2 separate regions of the Mus musculus genome follow, and region 1 is linked to region 2. The links are chromatin contacts, called in public Hi-C maps. All regions are on one chromosome and are shown on one strand. Each heading gives the region's core, a stretch centred on a gene start, on an enhancer-like site or on the middle of the called end of the contact. The rest is flanking DNA. Distances are from core to core; before and after follow the strand shown. Region 1 has its middle 23 kb from the start of Usp1. Region 2 holds the start of Kank4 (KN motif and ankyrin repeat domains 4).

What was found. Hi-C and Micro-C count contacts between places; a contact is called where the count stands out from the background.
Region 1: a Hi-C map of uterus shows a contact between it and region 2. The contact joins the enhancer-like site here to the promoter of Kank4 in region 2. A contact is called at or near these places in 3 of 39 promoter capture datasets (embryonic stem cells and second pharyngeal arch cranial neural crest), 2 of 484 Hi-C or Micro-C datasets (nephron progenitors and uterus), 2 of 115 datasets of contacts at active chromatin or transcription factors (both in embryonic stem cells) and 3 of 9 other capture datasets (adipose tissue, embryonic stem cells and pancreatic islet).

The regions. Positions count from the first base shown.
Region 1 is chr4:98,898,890-98,903,449 of GRCm38.p6, forward strand. No RefSeq gene overlaps it. Among named protein-coding and RNA genes, the nearest start is that of Usp1, 23 kb to the right of the region's middle. Within about 2 kb of position 1,827, at least 9 of the 459 cell types and tissues checked have an H3K27ac peak or open chromatin away from gene starts, as enhancers often do. A contact at or near this core is called in uterus, where this site is marked.
Region 2 is chr4:98,816,051-98,821,074 of GRCm38.p6, forward strand. It overlaps Kank4 (KN motif and ankyrin repeat domains 4), which reads right to left and starts at 1,487. Exons shown (of 10, transcript NM_172872.3): 1 at 1,376-1,487. I0C0044D17Rik (RIKEN cDNA I0C0044D17 gene) reads right to left here. Exons shown (of 3, transcript NR_151512.1): 3 at 2,425-4,401.

The DNA.
Region 1 (4,560 bases), core at 577-3,076, 83 kb after region 2:
ATTTTTTTTAGCTACAAAGAGAAATGAAATCATGTTGTTTGCAGAATAATTGATGCAACTGGAGATACTCCTTCTTAGATTTTTGTATAGATACATGAAATCACCTATGACTGGGCAAAATGGAACAAAAGATCGGGGAGTGCGTGGGGGAGAGGAATAAGCCCAACATACAAAGCATATTTAGATGAAACTCTCCATATGTGACATAGTTCCATTTATAATGAATGTAAACAATGAAAATTTATGAACACACATCAGCAACAGTAACAACAGAGAAGAGACCTTGATATTTATACACAAAGAACTCAACAGCTCTCTGCTAGAGCTGAGTACAGTGAGAAATGACCATGTAAAGATGCTGTAATGGACCCCATTCTCAGTGAGGCCTTCTTTTGCTGGAATATTATTTTCTTCAGAGAATAGCTTTTTTATTATTATTATTATTAATCTGACGACCTCCAGATTTGCAACAGTGAGTCCAGAAAGCAGTGGCCCACCAAAGCTGAAAATGTAGTCAAAGGAAGGATAGACAAGAAAGGCTCACAAGGAGATTGAACTGGCTATTTAAATGGAGACAGAGTCTTCAAGGGTAACTGAGGAGAGAGAACTGGAAGAAAAGAAGCCAAGAAACAATTCTGAGCAAAGGCGTCTATACAGAGAGACCCTGAGGATTTGAGAAATTAGCATAACCCAAATAATTTGGTCTGTTTGAAGAGTAGCCCTGGAAGAGAGATATAATTTTTATTGACGCCAACCTGAGAGAATATAAACTCACCTGGGAGAATGGTTTCTGGGCGTGCCTATGGAGATTTTCTTGGAAGACCACTCTGGGTGGAAACATTCTCTGAGCTGTATTAATTAATTAATTAATTAATTAATTAATTAATTTGGTTTTACTGAGACAGGGTTTCTCTGTGTAGCCCTGGCTGTCCTGGAACTCACTCTGTAGACCAGGCTGGCCTTGAACTCAGAAATCCACCTGCCTCTGCCTCCCAAGTGCTGGGATTAAAGGTGTGTGCCACCACGCCCAGCTGAGTTGTATATAAAAAGGAGAAAATAAACCAAAGGTCAGCTTAAATTGTCCCTCTCTGTTTCCCAAATACGGATGCAATGTGACCAACTGCTTCAAGCTCCCGCTTCCTTGACTCCCCTGCCATGCAGGATGTACTTGCACCATGAGCTAAAAAAAATACCTTTTCTCCTTCACTTTGCTTTAGTCCATATTTTGTAATAGCCACAGACAAAGAAACGAAGACAGGGGGAGTGTAGTTCACTGGACCGAGTACATGGGACTAAGCCTGGGACTTGAGCCCGTGGCCATACAGAGGGGGGGGGACAGGACAGGGTACAAATGTGCGTTTGGAAAGACGACTCCTGTGGCAGTGGAGAGGAAGGATCAGAGTGGGAATACTGAGATGGGGAAAGTCAAGTGAAGACTAGGCAAATGCTGGGAAGACAGGACCCAAAGACTTCTGTGATGCCTGCTTTGTGATGTAGACGTTATCTTGCTAGATATCAAGAATGACTGAACAAAGCCATCCCTGCAAAGGTACAGGACAAGGAAAGGCTTTGGCCTTGGCTTAGGAGAATTTAGGATATTTAAAAATATGATAGTTTTATTGATTATTTGAGAATTTAAAACATATATGCAATGTATTTTAATCACACACACCCACTTCTCCCCTAACTCCTTGCAGATGCTCTGTGTCTTTTTTAAAAGAATAACCTACTGAATGCAATTCATGCTGCCCCGACATTTCATGAGTATGGAGCCACCCGTGGGGTGTGGTTACTCAACCAGGAATGCACACGGTTACCACAGTGCATAGACATCCACCCGTTATGAATAAGCTTTGAAAATGTCTGAAACTCCTTTTGCTTTATCATATTTTCTCCCTTCTGTGGTATCCTAGTTTTGCAAGCAAACTGGAGCTAAGTTTGTGATGCCTAAACGTTTCGGTATGTTTGTTTAAAATGACCCATGAAAGATCGTAATCACTCTCTAGGAGGGAGGAGTGCTTAGAGACAGTGCTCTGTGCTCCTTCCTGTCCAGTGATCTCAAACTCACATAGAAGACTAAAATACTAAAGTGTCAAATCTGAACCAAGGCTATGATTTTTTATTATGGCCTGGGTCTGCTTTACCTCTATGAGAGCATTTTGACTATGCAGATGTATTATTTCTCAACACTTTATGGTCTCTCTCTTGCAATTGTTAAAATGCTGACCAGAAATAAAACACCACCCAGAAGATTTTAGTACTTTGTGTGAAGCCTGGCTTATTTCAACAGTTTATGGTTCCCTGACATGGAGTTATTTTGTTTAAAAGATGCAAAGCTAGAAAGAACACCAATGCTGTTGACCAAACCCCAAGGTCCTTTGCATCACTCCTGGTGACTTCCATGAAGAACAGCCTTCTGTGTCCTCTGCTTATAGATCTGCCAGGTCGATTTGTAAGTGAGAAAGGCTTAAGAAATGACATTTAAAGTTAGAGGGGAATGCAATAAGAGTGGCTCCATTAGTAATAAGGTGGCTGGGACCCTCCGCTCTATCCAAACAGAAATAGTATGTAGGCCAAAATTTCTTTTAACAAAGATCTTGTAAAGTGCTCAGTTTGGTCTCTGTTGGGCCCTGTCTTAGGGTTTCTATTGATGTCATGTCCACAGTAACTCTTTAAAACAAACTAACAAACAAACAAACAACTTTTTATTGATTCTTTGTAAATTTCCCATCATGCACTCCAACTTCACTCCCCAACCCTTCTTATCTGCCTTTCACCCTTGTAACTTCCCTCCCAAAAGAAAAGAAAAAGTTAAGAGAAGTAAAACAAAAACAAAATAATCTCACTGTGGAAGCTGAGGTGTGTCATGGTGTGTCACACAGTATACCCTTTTGCTCAAATAGATTTACTTGCAAATGCTCATTGGTCTGGTTGGAGGCCTCTGGTTTCAGCTACACTATCAGTACTGGACAATCATGGAGTCTCCTCTTGGATGTCCTGTTGTTGCCTTGTGTCATGAAGATACTGCAGTGTTGGTTCTGTAGGACTGGTACCTCTACACACTCTAGAGGTCCACAGATGGGGTAAATGTTGGGATGGGCCAGCTCAAAGCCCTGGATCTGGCCCTGCATGGTAGCTAAGTTGCTCAGCCTACCAGCTCTCCTGTGCCTGCCACTGTGGTGCCAGGGACAGCTCTTCAGCTTTGCCCAGTTGAGGGGAGGGGCCAGCTCTCCCACACCCACACCACCAGAGCCAGGACTCCAGCACTCCCTCAGCAAGGGACAGGCAGATCCTGTTCACCCAAGTGCCACAGCCACAACTGGCAAGGGACAGAGCCATCCCTCCTGCTCTCATGCCCTCAGGCTGACTGTCCCATACTCAATTCCACACCCACATTACCAGGGCCAACTCTACCACACTGCCCAGGTGAAGGGCTGGGGCCAGCCCTCCCAAAGCCATGCTAACAGGGTCAGTTCTCCCATGCTGCCCAGGCAGGGGAGCCATTTGGACAATCACAGCATACCTAACAGGCAAACCGAGGTTTGGTTTTGCACCAATTATAGCCAGGCCTCCTCATACTCATCACAGAAGCTTGTCTGCTAGCCCTCCAGGGAAAGTTTTTCTCTTTTGTCCCGTGTGACAATGGTTGCAATGTCACCTAGAGTTCACAAAGGCCATCGAAGCACACCATCTATGCGAGAGCTGTAACACACTTAGGTCTAAGGCTCTGGCTGCGTTGGATCTAGATAAGAGCTGGAACATTTGAGGAACCAGAGGCCCTGGTACGAGCCGCATGCATGACAGCCTTAACACTGGAAGGCACTGCTGCTGTTGTTCTTGCCAGCTTGCTGATTGGCGCAGTACCCTCAGCAGCTGGGATCCTTGTGTGGCTTCTTCAAGGCCTCCGTGGTGTGTTCACCGTGGACAGTGTTGGTTGCTTGACCGGCAGGCCTTTTGCTCTAGACAGCCAGAGCAGTCAAGGGAGATTCCAATGCTCCCAGTTCAGAAGCCAAGAGGCCCTCAGCCTAGAGTCTTCTCTCATCATGGGAGAATAAGCATTAGAAGGAATGCTTACAATAGGACACTAAGAACCCATCATTTAAATAATTTAATTTAAAAATTTAAATTTATTCACTTTACTGCTGACTAACCCCCTCCGGGTCACCCCCTCCCACTATCCATTTTCAATCCCTCCTCCCCTTCTCCTCTGATCAGAGAAGTGGGTTGGGGGTTCCTTGGGTATCCCCCAACCCTGGCATTTCAAGTCTCTGCGAAGCTATGCACTTTCTCTCTTACTGAAGCAAACAAGGCAGCCCAGCTAGAAGAACACATCCCGTGTACAGGAGAGAACCTATCACTTTTTAACAATGGTTTTCACTGTAATGGAGGGAGAAAGAGTTTCTTCCATCTGCCACACTTCCTTACACAAATCGGGATGTAAGCACATGGGGCTGTTCGGAGATCCAAAGCAATAGATCAAAACCAGTTCCAGCCAGGCAATTGTTTTGACTTCCAGAATTCCATTGTCAGCCATCCCTGTCCACTCCAGGACGACTTTGA
Region 2 (5,024 bases), core at 237-2,736:
CAGTTCCTGCACAGGACTTGCTGCTGGGCAGGGTCCTCTCATAGGCTGCTTCCATCTGAAAGTCAATCCACCATCTAACCAGTTAGCTTTCAGCCTTCATTCTGACGCTCAGCCCATCCCCAGTTCTCAGGGAACCCAAGTTTAGAATCAGAGAACGCAGCAGAATTCTACACCAGAGTGATGTGATTCACTCCGTCTTGGTCATTGGACAGCAAGCTTCCTGAAGCCAGTGCACGGTTCTGTTTACCTTTGTATCTGAAAACCTTGCCTGATATCTGGTTCTGAACTTTTTTTGTGTGTGCTTTTTCTCTGGCTTTTACATCATTCCTACAACACACTGTCCCTGAGACACATCACGCCTCCTTGAGGTAGGAGGCTGGACTTTAAGGGCAATGCCAAAGTGGACCCCACTTCTGCTTCCTTGGGAAGCAACATGCTTTTCTGTGCCCTGTCTTGAGAAGCTAAGGAGCCCAATTTGGTTTACTCAGGTAGGTCCTCCGGGATTGCACTTTAAACTAGAGATGCCTTCTCTCTTGGCTGTAACCCCATCACTGGCTGCAGGTGATTCTCCCCTGGTCCTGTTTGCATAAGACTTTGCACAAGCCTCAGAGGACATCCTTGAAATGGAATAGCCTCTTTCTCCTGGAAAATGCCCACCCTGGTCTTACAAGTCTGTATCCCAGGATGCTTGGGAAGTAGTAGTCTGGTTTTCTGCAGCCCAGGGTAGCACGATGAGAGTAGGTTCCAGCCAAGCGTAGAATGCATGGACTTTTCAGCTCCTGTCTGTAACTGGTCAGTCTGCAGCGACAAAGTTCTGGGGTCAAAGATTTGACCTTAAAGAAGATGGGGAGGGGAGGAGAGCTAACCAAGAGGCACATGGGCTTGGCAAAGTATCCTCAGCCAGCGCCTAGCACACAGATGCAGGGCAGCCCTCCTCCCTCTGCCCAAGGTCGCATCCCATCATAGCTCTAGAAACTTCACCTAGGAGGAGGGAGGTGCGGGCTGGGGAACAGGCGCGATGTTTTGCAAAATGAAAGAGACTCGGCGATATTTAAGGTAGTCCTGTAAGCCAGCCGGGAGGCGCCCCCAGTCCCGTAAGCTGCATCCAGGACCGCAGCGTCCGTCTGAGGACAGCTGCGAGGGTCTGCACCACCTGAGTCTCAAGGACGACGAGATCCCCCTTCTACGGTCTCCCTAGTACCCAGAGCTGGAAAGCAAGAGCGGGTACCCTCCTTCCCCGACCCTCCGGACTCCCGGCTCAGGCTGCCGCAGCCTCTGCAGGGACGCGGCGCTAGCAGGGGTCGCGGAGCGCAGCGGGCGCAGCCTGGGTCGCGCGGGGCGTGTGTCCGGGGCGAGAGGACGCCAGACCACTTACCTTGGGGAACCGCGGGGTTCTGGCAGGAAGCGACCGCTGTGCAGGAGCAACGCGAGCTCCCACCCGGCTTCGGGGTGCACGCAGCTGCAGCTGCACGGTCTTCAGTGGCACGATCCTCCTTCCTCTGCACCGTCCGCGTCCGGCACGCACCGCGCGCCGCCGCACCCTGCTGTCCCGGGCGCGCACACCCTCCGGGCGCCCTCAGGTCGCCGGGCTGGGCCTGGAGCCGGGACGCACTAGCTGTGGGCACACCTACCGCGCCAGCTGCGGGACTGGGAGCGCAGGAGCCGGATCCTCGCCGCCGCCACCCGAGTCCCCGCCTTCCTGACGCGGCGCGGGCTTTGGTGTATAGGAAGGGGCAGAATTGCGACACCGAGGGGAGGGTCTTAGCCTTGGACAGAGTTAAGAAGAAAAACTTTTGGAAAAGAAACCAGAAAAGTCTCAGCCTGTGTAAGGCGCTTTCCAGATTTCCCCAGGGCTCCCCCGTGCGTTTTTCTAAGTTTGTCTAGACTCTGGAGTCTAGACGTTTCCGTCCCCACCATGGTGGAGAAACAGTATCAGACAGGGTAAGGGTAATAACTGCCCAAATCAGAACACGAACCAAGGCCTGACAACTGAGATCCTGTGAGCAGTGGGGTCCTAGCCCCAGTGTGGGGGTGTGAGAGTCGTTCACAACAGGACTTAGATGTCTCCTAAGCCATTTCCCTTCCAATTTCCTTCCAAATCCATGTTTCAGCTCCACATAAAAATCCGTCTTCTCTTCATACACCCATCTCCACAGCAGCTTTGTACCAATTAAAAGTTACTAAGCTTGAATGGACAGATAGCTAAGGACCACTTGGGCCAACACCTGGAAAGAGAAGTGGAGTGGTTTCTCCTAACCCCTCACAGAGAGGACCAACAGAAGGGGGAGGGAAGGAGATGGCAGCTGGCAGGTATCCAGAGTCCAGCTGTGACCTCCCCTGGCCCACCTTCCTAGAATCCATGCCCAGAAAGCAGCCCAAGGAGTTTTATTTTTGACATCGTGACCCAGATGGGACAGATAATTTGAATCAAGAGACATTTAATTTCCGTTTCGACAGAAACATAGTTATTAGGATGACTTCATTTCCACGAAGCTTTCATGATAGCAGTAACAAATGGGAATGATGGCCTCAGTGCTGGAGCCCAAATAGGAGTTGGGGGAGGGTCTGTGGCCCAAGGGAGAGCAGCCTCAGACTCTGCCTACTAAGGCCTGCTGGGTTATCCTCATCCGGTGAAAGGAAGGAATATGACAGGAGCGGCTCATTTTCCCAGAGAAGCCAGAAACCCAGACATTTAAGTGAGGTCTCTATTTTTTCCGACACCTCATTTTTAAAATGCCGCTCTTGCAGAGGACCCAGGTTTGATTCCCAGCGTTGGAATGATGGCTCACAACTGGTCACTTTAGTTTCAGCGTACCATACTCGTACTCTTCTGGCCTCCTGGTGCATTAGGCATGTATGTTCCTGGAGCACATACATAAACATACAATGCAGGTAAAATATTCAGACATATAAAATGAAAAGGAATGAATCTTACTTTAAAATGCTAAGCCCTAGCCAGGCAGTGGTGGCACATGTCTTTAATCCCAGCACTTGAGAAACAGAGGTAGGTGAATTTCTGAGTTCAAGGCCAGCCTGGTGTACAGAGTGAGTTCCAGGACAGCCAGGGCTACACAGAGAAACCCTGTCTTAGAAAACCAAAAATAAAATAAAATAAAATAAAATGCTAAGTCTTGTCCCTATAACCAGGTTAAGCTCCTGGACTTGTGCCTCATTGTCTGCATTTGGTTTTTGGCCTCTCAACATCCTTGTGCAACACAGCCAGTGTAGATCACTTACTCCTTCTGCTTCGGGTGTTCTGTGACTAGCCCAAGGTCACACAAGCTACTTGGCTGAGCTGGAACAGAACCCTGAGCATTCTAAGTCCCAGTCTTGGAACCTTCTGCACTCTCAGATACCTCGAAGAACTTGTTCCTTGATTTCTGGGCATTGTGAGCCTAATTAGGCGTGGGGCTGGCACTCGGGTGTGGAGGCCCAGCACCTTTGCTGAGAAGATGGAGGGCAGTGCCAGACTCTACTATCCTCGAAAGCAGCTCAGCCTGATGACTCAGAGGAGGAACCGTCTCCAGGGTAGCTCTGAGTCAGAGGAGTCACGGGCTGAACTGGGGCAGCCAGGGCTTCGGAGGCTCAGACCATCCAGAATGGACTGGGAGAATACACTAAGTAAACACACCCACCCTGGACCCTCCAACGCCCGCCCCCCTACCCCACCCTCATGCCATGCACTGAAAAGAAGCCCCAGCTAGGGCATTAGCGATTTCCTGTCCTGGCGGGGAAATGGTTGAGTTAGATTAGCAAATGGACTGCTATCTGCGGAGTCCTGGAAGGAAGAGACCCCTTCCAGGCAGCAGATCTTTTAGAATTTCAGGTTTGGACACCTCTACTGCAAACCAGCTGAGGCTCTCAGACAGCGAGCTTTCATGCTGAAGCTGATATAGGATAGTTGGGCACAGCGCTGCTGTAGCCTGGGACTTTCTGTGATCGGGACCCAGGGTGGACAGAACGGAGAGCTCCTTCCCCTGCCTCACCCCTCGCTGGAGTGTGGAGTTCAGGGCGATTGGTGCGCATTCATTTTTCTGCCCTGTACCAGACACCATGATGGGGCATTTCATTTTCATTATCTGTCTCTCTGGATTTGCCATTTCATCTACAAAATGTCTGTCATTCTCTTGTTGAAGGCCGTGAGGTAAAAGCAGGAAGGTGACTTCAAACTCAGGTCTTGGTGACCAGGATGCTGACTTTTCCACGCAGAAGGCCTGGAGGATATGACATTCATGTCTTGCTCCAAGAGAGAACTGTGCATCTACCAGTGCCATGGTTTAGCACCCACGTGTGGTAACTCCTACAGTCGCCAGGCTGGCAGCAAATAAGCACCAGTTCTCTGAGCGGGAATTTTGCTTATATAGACCCTCTGTTCTCATCTTCCCTCTGGTCCTGTAAAGCCTGCGCATAGATTCAAACACTGAAATAACAAGTAATAAATCATTGATCTTAGAGGAATGGAGAAGTAGGCTCCTGTGAGCCTCTGGCCACATTTTCATCAACCCACCAATATATGCAGCAATCTTCCCTTCTCCACAGGAGATGCATCCCAAGGCTCTCTTGTGGATGCCTTGGACAGTGAAGAATCCTATGGATATTATCTTTCTTCCTGTCTCTACATATCTCCTGTCAAGTTTAATTTATACACCAGGCACAGAATGAACACCTAATAATAAAATAGAACGGGCATAAAATAGAACAACATCATGAATATTATGTGAATTGAGCCTCTCCCTCTTTCAGCACATTTTTGGGTACCGTACTCACCCTACAGTGAATGACATGAGATGAAGAGAGTTGTGTGATATTGGTGTTGTGAAGCGCATCCTCTCACATAAACACTGTGGTGCCAGGAGGGCTGATCTGAGGACCACAGGGTTGCTGGGGACTGGGTAACGGAGACAGTGTGGATATGCTAGACACTGGGATTCTTCTCATACAGAGTGGGATGCTGTGGTCAGCACACCAAGTCCCCATGTGCTTCACAACGGGACTCGATCTAAAACTGATAAATTATTATTGTT